Regions from separate parts of the Mus musculus genome. Here region 1 is linked to region 2. A link is a contact called in public HiChIP or PLAC-seq data. All regions are on one chromosome and are shown on one strand. Each heading gives the region's core, a stretch centred on a gene start, on an enhancer-like site or on the middle of the called end of the contact. The rest is flanking DNA. Distances are from core to core; before and after follow the strand shown. Region 1 overlaps Cfap61 (cilia and flagella associated protein 61). Region 2 overlaps Cfap61 (cilia and flagella associated protein 61).

Region 1 (5,892 bases), core at 727-3,226, 240 kb before region 2:
AAGTTCTTGGAAACTGAATACATTCTTGCCATAACCAAGCACCGTTACTGACGTGCTAGCCTTTCCTTTATTGTAATGTGAAACATCATGGCGTAGGTAACCCACCTTCCTCGGGCTCTGAGTCAGCCTGAGGCCACTGTGTCACTCTTCTCTGTCAGTGAGTTTTCCACCTCTGCCACTGTCTGTGGGTGCCATGGGTATGCACACAACAGGAAAAAAAATGGTTTCCAGCCAGAGGAGCGACAGAGGTAGAGTTCCCCAGGGCTATCATAGGCACCAGAAGATGAAGGTAACCAGGGTCTGTGTTTCAGTCCACACGGCACCCATTTGTGACATGATTCCCTGGGTTGCCACCTGTAGTTTATCCATCGTTAGTATGCTAATACTATCTATCCTTTGTCCCCAATGTCCCTACCATGCTTCCAGGTACTAGAAAAACTGTAGGGACCCAAAAGACAGACATCCCTGCCAATGTGGAGCTTATATTCTTGAGATGACTAAGGAAGGGACAAAATAGAAGACTTTCTTGAAAAAAAAATAAATGAAGCAATGGCAGAGTAGAAACAGTTGGAGAAGAGGGTGATGAAAGGTTCAGTTCTGAGGCGGTGGCTTAGTGAGCAGAGACCCAAGGGAAGGGCGAGGGAACCTCACAGAAACCTGAGGGAAAAGCACTCCCGGGTAGGAAGACAAAGTGTGAACTCCTGGAGGGGGGCAGGAATGGCCCAGGCTCACCTGGGAAGGTGGGACAGAGAGCCACAAAACTGGGGTGACAGTTTAGAGGGGATGGATGGATGGGTTACCCCTAGCAGAGGTATCTGGTTGCATCTGCCATAGCATTATTCCATGGGTGCATACCTTGGCAACTGCACACAGCATGCATCAATCAAGTGAGTGTCCAAGGACTCTGTGCACATTGCATTGTGACTGTTTCTGACTGCTGGCTTTATATAGTCTTTCACAAACCTACAATGTGATTCTGTTAAAGGAGGCTAAACTCTGTAAAATGCCCCCAAGATAGGTAGTATTGAGAAAGGGGGAATGAGTTGGGTGTGTTGGGGGCAAACCTGTAATCCCAGCATCTAGGAGCTCGAGAGAGATCAGGAATTGTTCAGGGTCAAACTGGGCCATAACATGAGTTCATGGCCAGCTTGCGCTACATAGTGAAAACCTATCTCAAAAAGCTGGGACTCAACAGCCGTTTATTCTTCATAGTTTGGGCACCAACAGACACTCACTACAAACACAAGCATTTCTGATCGCAGCATGATTACTCTTTGGGTATAAACACATTTGGAAGGCAGTTTGACACGGTCTCCACCCATCAAAACAAGTAGTAGGTTTCCACCCCTAAGGCCTATGACTTCCTTAGCCACGACATACTTTTGATATTAATATAATTACATCATTTCCCCCTTCCCCTTCTACCTCCAAACATTTCCATATACCCTTCCTTGTTCTCTTTCAAATTTATGGCTTCATTTTCATTAGTTGTTGTTACATGCCTACCTGTATATACATATATGGATATATATGTATAAACATATTCCTAAATACCACTTGCTTAGATCGTATAATGTTATTTATATGTGTGTTTTCAGGGCTGACTTTTGGTATTGGATAGCTAGTTGGTGTGCTTTTTCCTGGGGAGAGTTACGTTTCCCATTCTTAGCATTCCTGGGTTGCCGTAGTTCTTTGAGTAGGGCAGAGGCTCACGGACTTTCCTCTCCATCAGTGAACGTCTCATCAGGTTTTTCTGTATCCCCTCCCACACCAAGGGAGATGGAGTGGAAAGAGCCTAAGAGGTGGAGGCTAGGGAGGAGTGACATGAAGCACTCTCTCGTGGACGTGTGGTGACCTGTACAAGAACTGCAAAAGATGGGGCTGTCAACATTCCATGATGGTGAAGGGGCTCATGAAGCCCCACCTCCTTCCTGAGGAACAGTTGACAGTTAATGGTTTCGAAAGGGATAAGCGTCATTTCCTTCCGTGGTATAGCCACTTCAGCGGTATGGTAACTTGCTCAGGCTCCAGTAAATAACCTCCTACCAACACTCATACAAACAACCTTGATGGTACTCAGCAGCTTATACACACACACCAACACACAATACACAGGCACACACAGGGACATATAGACACACATACACAGATACACACAGAGACACAGAAACATACACAGACACACACAGAGAAATACAGAAACACACATATACACAGATATATACACAGAGACACAGATATATCACATAGACATATATAGACATACAAACAGATACATGCAGACACACACACTGTATTTTGCTCGGACACACATATACAGACACACATACACAGACACACACAGAGAGACATACAGACACAAACACACACAGACACACATATACAGACACTCATACACACAAACACACACAGAGACACACAGACACAAACACAGATACACATATGCAGACACACAGACATACACAAAGAGACATACGAGACATGTAGAGAGAGACACACACACAGGCACACAGAGAAACACACACAGACACACCCCTCAAAACAACAACAGACATGAAAGTAGGAGGGAATCTATTACAAGAAGGGGTTCAGCAAGAGTGTGTGTGTGTGTGTGAATATAAAAGACAGTAATGGGTTAAATGAGCAAAATACACTATACACATGTATGAAATTGTCAAAGAATAAAAATAATAAAAATCAACTTTTAAAAGACATGTTGAAAAAGTGAAAACTCCACTGGTACATATGGGGTGGGGGTAGGGCAAGACTGAGGGTGTAGATAGCGGGGAGGACACATGCCTAACACATACGAGGCCCTGGGTTTGATCCCTAAGGTGAGGGCAAGGGAGGAGGAGGAGAAGAGAATGAGAGATGGACAAACAGACAGACCGACCGACAGACAGACAGGGAAGTGGCGTCTACCTTGTTTGCCTATGTAGATGACCTCTTCAGTTACTCAAGGACATCTAAGCCCAAGGAATGGCATGTCACTGATGGGGAACTTGGTAGAAATTCTGGGTCCATGTTCCTGGGCACACCTCCAGCCAGCTTCCTCAAGGGAAGGATGTCCCAGAGGGCTCCCCAGCTGGAAATGTCTTGAAGTTAAGTGTAACAACGGTCTCAGTCAAGACACCAAGCACACTCTGCTGTCGCCGGCTACCACGGAAAGTCAAGCCCCTTACCACTAATCTGGGAAAGGATGGAAATGCAATCTGTAACTATAGTTTGTCCTTACTGTATTTTGCTCGGAGCCTATCTTAAATCGAAGAGAATCTTGAGTTGAATTACGGTGCGCCAGGGACCGGCCCTACTTACTGAGCTGAGGGTCCGTTTCTGCTCTTGTTGCGACTGTGTGCCATGGCCCATTTGCTTTCATGAAGACTTTGGGGGAAATTAATTTTTCTCTGGATATTGCCAGTTCGAAAAGAAAAGGTACCGATGTGTTTCCTGATCTATCCGGGGAGTGAGAGCGAGACAAGGTCGCTCACGTCTGTAACCTAGGCAATTGGGAGGTCCTGAGTTTGAAGTCAGCCTGGGCTATGTAGTGAGACATCGGCTCACAGACAATTGGAAACCCAAACTAAGCAGCTTACTACATACATACATCCTCCTTGGAAATCACGGGGCGAGGGCAGAGGGACAAGAGGTGAAAGGGCCCAGATCTGCTAACCCCAGGAGGACACGCAGGGTGAGCACAGTGCCAGGCTCTCCAGAGCTGAACGGGACAGGCATCCTCTGTTCCCTTGCCAGTGCCAGGCTGGGCCTGCTACTCTTTGAGGACTGGCATTCTTTGTCACTTGGCCAACCATACACTGAGACCTAAGAAGGCCTGGGAAATGTCAACTTGTGGAACCTCGCTAACCATTTCTGGTCGATGTGGCCCGATCGTTGAGCCATTGATTTGCCTTCTCCGCAGCGCATCGGGTTATTGACAGACACACAGACACTGGGTGGGACTCTGATAGCCTGAGCAGCCTGTAGCCAGGCAGAGGAAAGCAAAGCCACACAGTCACCGTGGGAAGTTACACTCACCGGCCTCAGAGAAAAGCACAACACATCTGTGAGGGAACTCCTGGGCTCTGGCCAGCTGCCTTCCCCAGCCTCCCAAACTGCAGCAGCATCTAGTGTTAGCCACTGGGCTTACCTAGAGATCACACTCTCAGAGAATTACCCAGAATCCCTGTCTGCCGTCCATTTGCTTTCCTGAGTCTTTAATTTGGTTCAGATAAACCTTGAGTTTCACCTTAGAAGGTGGCACTAGCCACTAGAAGGTGTTCTAGCCTGGGCTAACGCTCAGTTGTAGAGGGCTTGCCTAGAATTGAGTGAGCCCTGGGTTCAAACCCAGTATGAGGAATGGATATGACCCGGATGATCTCCATGGAGCCAAAGCCAGCTCAGAATTCTGAGCTTCCTTGCCTGCCCCACTGATGTGAACACTGGAGGCCACTGGGTGACACCGGCTAGCCCCATTTCAGCTCATTCTCTACCAGCATCTCCTTTCTTTTTGTTGTAAGCCTGTGTGACACTAGTTAGGTTCTAATCTTGCCCAGCCTCAGCCCTTTTGAACTTTCAAATGGGTGCGGGAATGGCCCTTCCTTTTGAGGCTTGCTGTCAAGAGTTCAAGGAGATAGACACGTGCAACTCAGACCTGCCTCTGTGCCTCCCACAGGGCAGGGTTCTGAATAAAACACTCTCCTCACTGATGTCCCTCCCGATTGCCTTACTCCACCCATGGGTCTTAGAGGCTGACAATCCCTTCTGATGTGAGTCTGAAACTAAGGACATTATTCAAACACTTGCTTTGCTGCAGAAGAGTATACTGCCTTCGTGCCTAAACATTTTGCTTCTGCTGGCGTTTACCTCATGATGTCACAACCTTTCTGTCCAGCGGAGCTGGGTTTGGTGGATACCTCTGGTGGCATCTGCAGTCAGGGCAGACACTCGGCTTCATTCGGTTCTAAGTACTTCCCCTCTTATTTTATCTGTGATGTTTCTTTGTACATCTCACATTAGGAGGGGCATTAATACAGTCCGCACTACAATCCAGCAGCCCACAGCTGTCTAGCTACTTATGTTGATGCTATATAAGCTCAGGCCTAATGGTCTCAGGCGAGGTTAGCATTTAGTTTTGCAGGAAGGGGGATGCTCTTAGGGCTCTGGCCTCCCTTCCTGTCCTTCCCCGCTTACTCTGCTTGTCTTTATAGAAAGCCCAGCCTTTTTCCTCTAATTAGGCCACCGAGGGCCTGGCTAACATCAGGCCTCACAGCCACTCAGCCTTGTTCCAACCTCACCCATTTCCTATCTATTTTCTGTAAGGGAAGGAAAAGGTATCTGTGTGCACAGAGAACTCCACCCCCCCCCCCCATGAAACTCACAGGACAAGAAGCTACAGGAATTACCTTTGGAGAGACCGTGGTTGCAAGCCAGTATAACCCCAGAAAGAGACTTAGTCACCTCTTTATTCCTTTGGTTAAATTAATTGCTCTCTAAATTTTTAGGAGTGCTTAGTAGAAATACCATTTGCTAGTGCAGACAGAATACACTCCACACTTATGACACATTTAAAAGAGTTAAATAACAAATGCATGTTGGACAGAATTCCATTCCACAATGGCTTCAAAATGATGTGCTCCTGGCTTCCATTGGGAGTCTTGCAGGTACAATAAGGGACTCAAAGCAGCTCTTCCCCATCTTTGTTTCTCATGACTTAGGGTTTGTAAGGCCTAACAACGGACCATACATGTCTTCTCTTTTCTCTTTTTCTCTTTTTTCTTTTCTTTTCTTTTTTTCCTTTTTCTTTCTTCTTTCTTTCTTTCCTTCTTTCTTTCTTTCTTTCTTTCTTTTTTTTTCAGTGCTGAGGACTTGCAAACCTTGCACATGCTAGGCAAGGAC
Region 2 (5,709 bases), core at 345-2,844:
AAGGAAGAATCCAATTTAGTTCTAAAGAATACAGCTTGCTTTGTCACATCATGCTTTCATCAAGAACAGTGTCTCAACATAGGACAGGGCAACATAAAAGTTGTTGCCAACTATATGTTTCTTTTTCATCCTCTTGCAGCGGAGGCGGGAGAAGTACCCTTTCCTTTCCAAGATCTCTTGTGCCCTCTAGTGGTCTTCTTATGGAAATTAACTTCCATCCTTTACATGGTCCTTTCTAGAACTTTAAAACTGGTGTTTAGAGTCAGTTAACTTCGGATCATTGGAAAATGTGATCTTTTTAAGTGAGGTGGATTTTAAAATTCCAGACGTTCTGAGTGATTAGAAGGGCTTCAAAGCATGCAGCAGGCCATGTAAGTTCCCATCATCCAGACCGCTGGGGTCCATGTGCCAATCTTGACAAAGGCAATCTACAGCTCCTGGAGGACTGTCCACCAAACCATGTCTGGCAGGGGGACTGGTGACAAATTTCCCGGGGCACAAGAAAAGCCCCGGCTAAATGCTGTAATTGTTCTACATTTCCTTTTAAAATGGGCCTGGATCCTCTTAACTTAGAGGTCAAAACATCAAATCCCCAGGAGCTGCTTAGAAGTCAAACTGGAAAAAAGCGTGAGACCATCAAATGTCTCGTAAAACTAACTTCTGGGGCTGGAGGGGTGGCTCAGTGGTTAGGAGTGCTGGCTGCTCTCCCAGAGGACCCGGGTTCAATTCCCAGCAACTACACCATTGCTCACCACCATCTGGAACTCCAGCTCCAGTGGACCCAATGCCTTCTTCTGGTACCAGGTATGCACATGGTGCAGGGACATACATTCAGAACTTTGTCTATTAAAAAGTAACTGCCTCAGGAAATGAAAGGTAGGTCTTTGTTGTTGTTTGGGTTTTTTGGTTTGGTTTCGTTTGGTTGGGTTTGTGTAACAACCCTGGCTTTCATGGAACTTAATTTGTGGGCCAAGCTGGCCTTGAGAAAGGTCGTTTTTAAAAACAAAACAAAACAAAAAAGCTTGTTTTAAATGTTTTCTTTTTGCCTTTTAAAGGTTAAAGTCTTAAATTTGTATTAATACAAATGATACACACTTGTGAGATGTGTGTGATGATTTTGGTACAAGTGTGCAACTGTAACAATCAAATCTGAACACATCTTTATCTCCTAAAACATTTACAGAGCTCCTGATTTCCTCTCTCCTGATAAAGAAAATTTTCATCTATTTGAGTCCACATGATTAACTGTAGTCATCTTTAAATAGGCAGGATGCCAGGCAGGAAACCTCAAGCTACTTCACAACACTACCAGACAGCATATAACCCTTCTCTTGACTTAGTCTTCCTTAAACCCACAAGGACCCGGAAAAGAAACCCCTCTACCACCACCGCTCCAAGGCCAAGCCAGTCTTTCTAAGCCGGGAACATCTCACGTCCACCACCGAAGATTAATTGAGCACACTGTAGTTTTTAAAGGTGTGTCCAGTAGCAGCTTTGCTTTGTTTCCAACATAATGAAAGACAGGGAAGAGTAACTTCCTTAATTAGTGTCTGAGTAGAAGGGCAGATTACAGCATCGTTTTCCACGCGGCTAAATCAAAGAGACAGGAGAAGGGATTACGGTGTTCATTCATTTGGTTCTGAATATGTTGCTAGTTAAATAGCGGAGGGCTAATTACATCCCCAAACCCTTCCCTGGTTTACTGTCTTAAGAACTGTGTTCATCACCATTAATTATCAGTGCAAGTGGCTACTGATGAAACAGATGTCAAATGTGGAGAAAATAAGAGTAATGTGGTGGCTTAAGAGGCGTGCGGCCACGCCTACTCCACCACGCTGTGCAATAATGCCTTTGTGTTTCTAGTGCTCTTAAGGGGGTAGGGTCCACACAAAGTTTCAAGATTTTAGACCCACAAGTTCTAAAACTCCAATCTGTTCATTTTGGATAGGGGGTTTTAAAAACGTTACATTTCTTTTTTTTTTTCTTTAATTTATTTATTTAATACATGTGAGTACACTGTAGCTGTCTTCAGACACTCCAGAAGAGGGAGTCAGATCTCATTACAGATGGTTGTGAGCCACCATGTGGCTGCTGGGATTTGAACTCAGGACCTTTGGAAGAGCAGTCAGTGCTCTTAACCGCCGAGCCATCTCTCCAGCCCTACATTTCTATACCTTCTTCAGGCAAAAGCATTGTCTGTGTCACTGTCTCCACCTGAACTCACTACTGTGCCCTCCTCTTATTGCATATGCCCCCTCCTCGTCTCTTTACACTGGGACAACATCCCCCTTGGGATTTGGTCCTTCGGATTTTCTGTGGTGTGAGCAAACAGAACAGTTAAGCCATCAAAGGCTGATGATCACGACAAGTTATCTAAAGGTTTATTTCTAGCTTTGTGGGCCCCCACTGGAAGGCCATAGCCCATGCTACAAAGTCTTAAGAGAGGAAAATGGGAAAAAAGAAAGAAAGAAAAGGAGAGGATGAGAAGCCAAGGGAGAAATTGAGATGGGATAGGAACTATCGATTGCTGTAATTGAGGGTTAGTACTATCAACTTGACAATATCTCTAGCATCATTGAAAGGTAACTCTCTGGTCACAGCTGTGAGAGACTATCCAGGTTAGGTTAGTCTCTGGACACAGCTGGAGAAGGTTATCTTGATTATATTTATGGAGGTAGGAAGCCCTGCCCACAGTGGGTGGCACCATTCCCTAACTGGGATCCTGGATTGTATAAACCTAGAAAGAGAGCCAGGCAGTAACAGGAGTTCCTGCTGTCTTCTGTTACAGTGTAACCACTGCTTCAAGCCCCTGCTGCCTTACTTTGCCACGCCTGGCTGTAGTCTTCAACTGTGAACTAGAAGGATCTTTTCCCCTTAATTTGCTTTGTCAGGGTATTTTATCACAGCTGCCTAGGAGCCAGGTGCTAGACTGAGGACAGCTTTTGTCTTTTCTCCTGTTTACCTATATCCTCAACAGGAGGGAGGGTACCAGGGAGTATGTCCACAAAGAAATTACCTTACTAAAAGGAATAAAAAATGGATCATTTTGATAGGCTGCTCGTGTGCATGGCACTTTGAGCACTGTATTTATAAACAACTTTTCTAATGGAAAAAAAAATGTCTTGGAGAACATGAGTAAGTCTTACTATTCCTCTGGAAAATGATAATTCATAATATCCAAATGAGTATACTAACTATATGTAAAAAACAAAACAAACAAACAAACAAAAACAAAAACCAAACAACAAGAACTTTGGAGGGCCAGTAAGAAGGCACAGCGAGCAACGATGCTTGCTGACAACCCAGAGTTCAATCCCTGGCAAGATCAAGACTCTGATCTTGGTTCGGATTTTTATCTGAGTTTCACAGTTCTTTGCAAAACTCGAGCCTGAATTCAGGACCTTGCACACAGCAAGCAGGCAGTCTGCCTGCCGGTGCATTTTGCTGTTGTTTGTGCAGGAAGTATTTTGATTGAATCCTTGGATGCTGAACAGATATGGGGTGGGGGTGGGGCGTGAGGGAGGTCAACAGCACTTGCATGTGTACCGAGCTATAAATAATTCTAATCCCTAAATCTGAGAATAATATTAACTAAGAGAAACCACCCTTCAAATAGATAGTAAAAATGGCAGGGAAAAACTGAGAGCTTTAAAAATAAAATTAAGATAAAGTTATAATAACTATTATATTTCCTAAAATATCCTAAAATTTTCATTTATGGGAATTTCTCATTTTAAGAAATAACCAAAACCGCCAATTTGTGAATATGTTATCAATAAAATGTCCTTAAAGAAGGTGACTTCCTGAACAGCTAAGGGTGTCCCTGCCCAGGGGCCTGCCCTTCCTGCCACACATGAAAAAGCAAGCAGCCATACCCTCCTATCTATCGGCCTGGTGACAGCCATTCCAGGGACTTCCTGCCTCCGCACCTTTGCCCACTCTCTCCTTTGGTTGAATTGTGATTCATCCCCCTCCCCGCTCCCCAGACAAATTCAAGGGGTCACCTTGTTTGTGAAGTCTTTTATTTCTTTTAAGTTATTTATTTTTTCAGGGAGGCATGGTAAGATATCAGAAGGTGCATGATCTTCAGAATATAGTTTGATGAGCTTGGACAACTGCACATGTCCCCCACCAATGCACTCTCACGGCCAACTGCCCCCTGCACGATTCCTGCTTGCCCCCTCACAGTCTCACATTCGGTTGGATCATAGGTACCACTAACCTGATTTCTACAGACTAGCTTTATGGGTTGTATACATCGTAAGACTGAGGTAATCAGCACATATATTTTTTTCCCTCTATCTCCCTTCCTTTATTCAGCACAAATCTTTTTACATTTATTCATGCTGTCACTACAGGGGCTGCTCGCTCATGTTGTTGAATGGGGTAGCATCCATTGCAAGGATTTACCACAGCCACAGTGCATACCAGTAAACACTCAAAGGGGGATTCTTAAGTGGGGAGGGCATATGAGGCTGTGTTTATTGCTCTGTGTCCTTCCCTCTTATAAACTAAATATCTTTATAGCTCATTGCAGAGCAGCCCCTCTTTCACTTAACTCTCAGCCCCTTTGTGATATATGTGGTGCTGGCGTTAACCCCAGGGAACTGCACAGGGGAGGCAAGCCTCCGGTGCCTGCAATAAATAACACTCAGTGCTTCTTGGGTTGTTACATGTAATCAGAGGTACACTAAGTGCAAGACCTACGGTAAGTCACAGACCTTCGCAACAGTTCTGTACCGTGTACATAGGACACTGCTAACAGAGAGACACGTGGTGCCCACAGCATCAATTCTTTTTTGTAAACTAGCTTACTGACAAGTGGTAAACCAATATCAGAGTCTTGATCTACAGTGTCATCATCACATGATCTTTAAAATGATGATGCAATACAACACACTCTTGCTTAAAAAAAAAAACAGCCAATTTTGATACTTCTCTAAAATATCTGTCAAATACAGAAGTGAAGAGGGTACAATTACGTCTCCAGAAGGAAGCAATCATCTGTGTGAAGGGGCTTCCTAATGTACTCTTAGGTCAAAGCAGACTATTGTTGTGTCCTCATAATTTTAAGCTGGAGCTCTGCTGGGGGCATAAAGGATCCTCATTTGGGGTCACAGGATGCTGAGTAAAGTATCCTCTTAGGCTGGCTTGTTGGGAGCACAAGTCTCCCACACATTTCCAGGAAAACCAAGAATGTTAAGCACTCAGGATTGTCCTTTCTGAGGGAAGAGCATATAGCCTGTGTCTCTAGAAAGCTGGGAACCAATGGTGATGAATAGCCTGGTGATCTGTGTTATCTGATGCGCCAGGCCGTACCAAGCTTCTGAACCAGGGGTGGCTCAGATTCCAAATGACCTTTACAGCCAGAGACTCCTCCAAGCTCCCCAAACCAGGACAACCAGGACCGGAGATACCTAATGGTCTGAATGATCTTCATATCATCTATACAGCCAGGGGCTCCCCCCAAGTTCCCTCAACCATGACTAGAGGTGGCTAATAGCCCAAATAACATCTATCCTGTATGTATGACTGAGACCAGCCCAGATCCTTTCTTTCTTAGGCTCTTAAGCTAATACAGGTAGCCCATCTCCAGAACCCATCTTGTTGGAAGCAATGACATGTACCCTGACTTGAGCTTTGATATATTTACTCTCTTCATGCACCAGGGATTATATTACACTAGGAATCTTTTTTTCCAAATTATAC

Evidence for each region. HiChIP or PLAC-seq counts read pairs in DNA pulled down with a chosen protein or histone mark.
Region 1: a contact with region 2 is called in an H3K27ac HiChIP or PLAC-seq map of the HPC-7 cell line, with 6 times the contacts expected there. The contact joins two enhancer-like sites. A contact is called at or near these places in 1 of 39 promoter capture datasets (embryonic stem cells), 1 of 15 datasets of contacts at CTCF or cohesin (large pre-B cells), 72 of 484 Hi-C or Micro-C datasets (the AtT-20 cell line, B cells, the C2C12 cell line and 35 more), 20 of 115 datasets of contacts at active chromatin or transcription factors (the 230-238 cell line, the HPC-7 cell line, bone marrow-derived dendritic cells and 12 more) and 4 of 9 other capture datasets (adipose tissue, embryonic stem cells, liver and 1 more).

Annotation. Positions count from the first base shown.
Region 1 is chr2:146,194,190-146,200,081 of GRCm38.p6, reverse strand. All of the region lies in intron 25 of Cfap61 (cilia and flagella associated protein 61), which reads right to left. Among named protein-coding and RNA genes, the nearest start is that of Insm1, 25 kb to the left of the region's middle. Within about 2 kb of position 1,976, at least 61 of the 459 cell types and tissues checked have an H3K27ac peak or open chromatin away from gene starts, as enhancers often do. A contact at or near this core is called in the HPC-7 cell line, where this site is marked.
Region 2 is chr2:145,952,111-145,957,819 of GRCm38.p6, reverse strand. All of the region lies in intron 6 of Cfap61 (cilia and flagella associated protein 61), which reads right to left. Among named protein-coding and RNA genes, the nearest start is that of Cfap61, 20 kb to the right of the region's middle. Within about 2 kb of position 1,594, at least 10 of the 459 cell types and tissues checked have an H3K27ac peak or open chromatin away from gene starts, as enhancers often do. A contact at or near this core is called in the HPC-7 cell line, where this site is marked.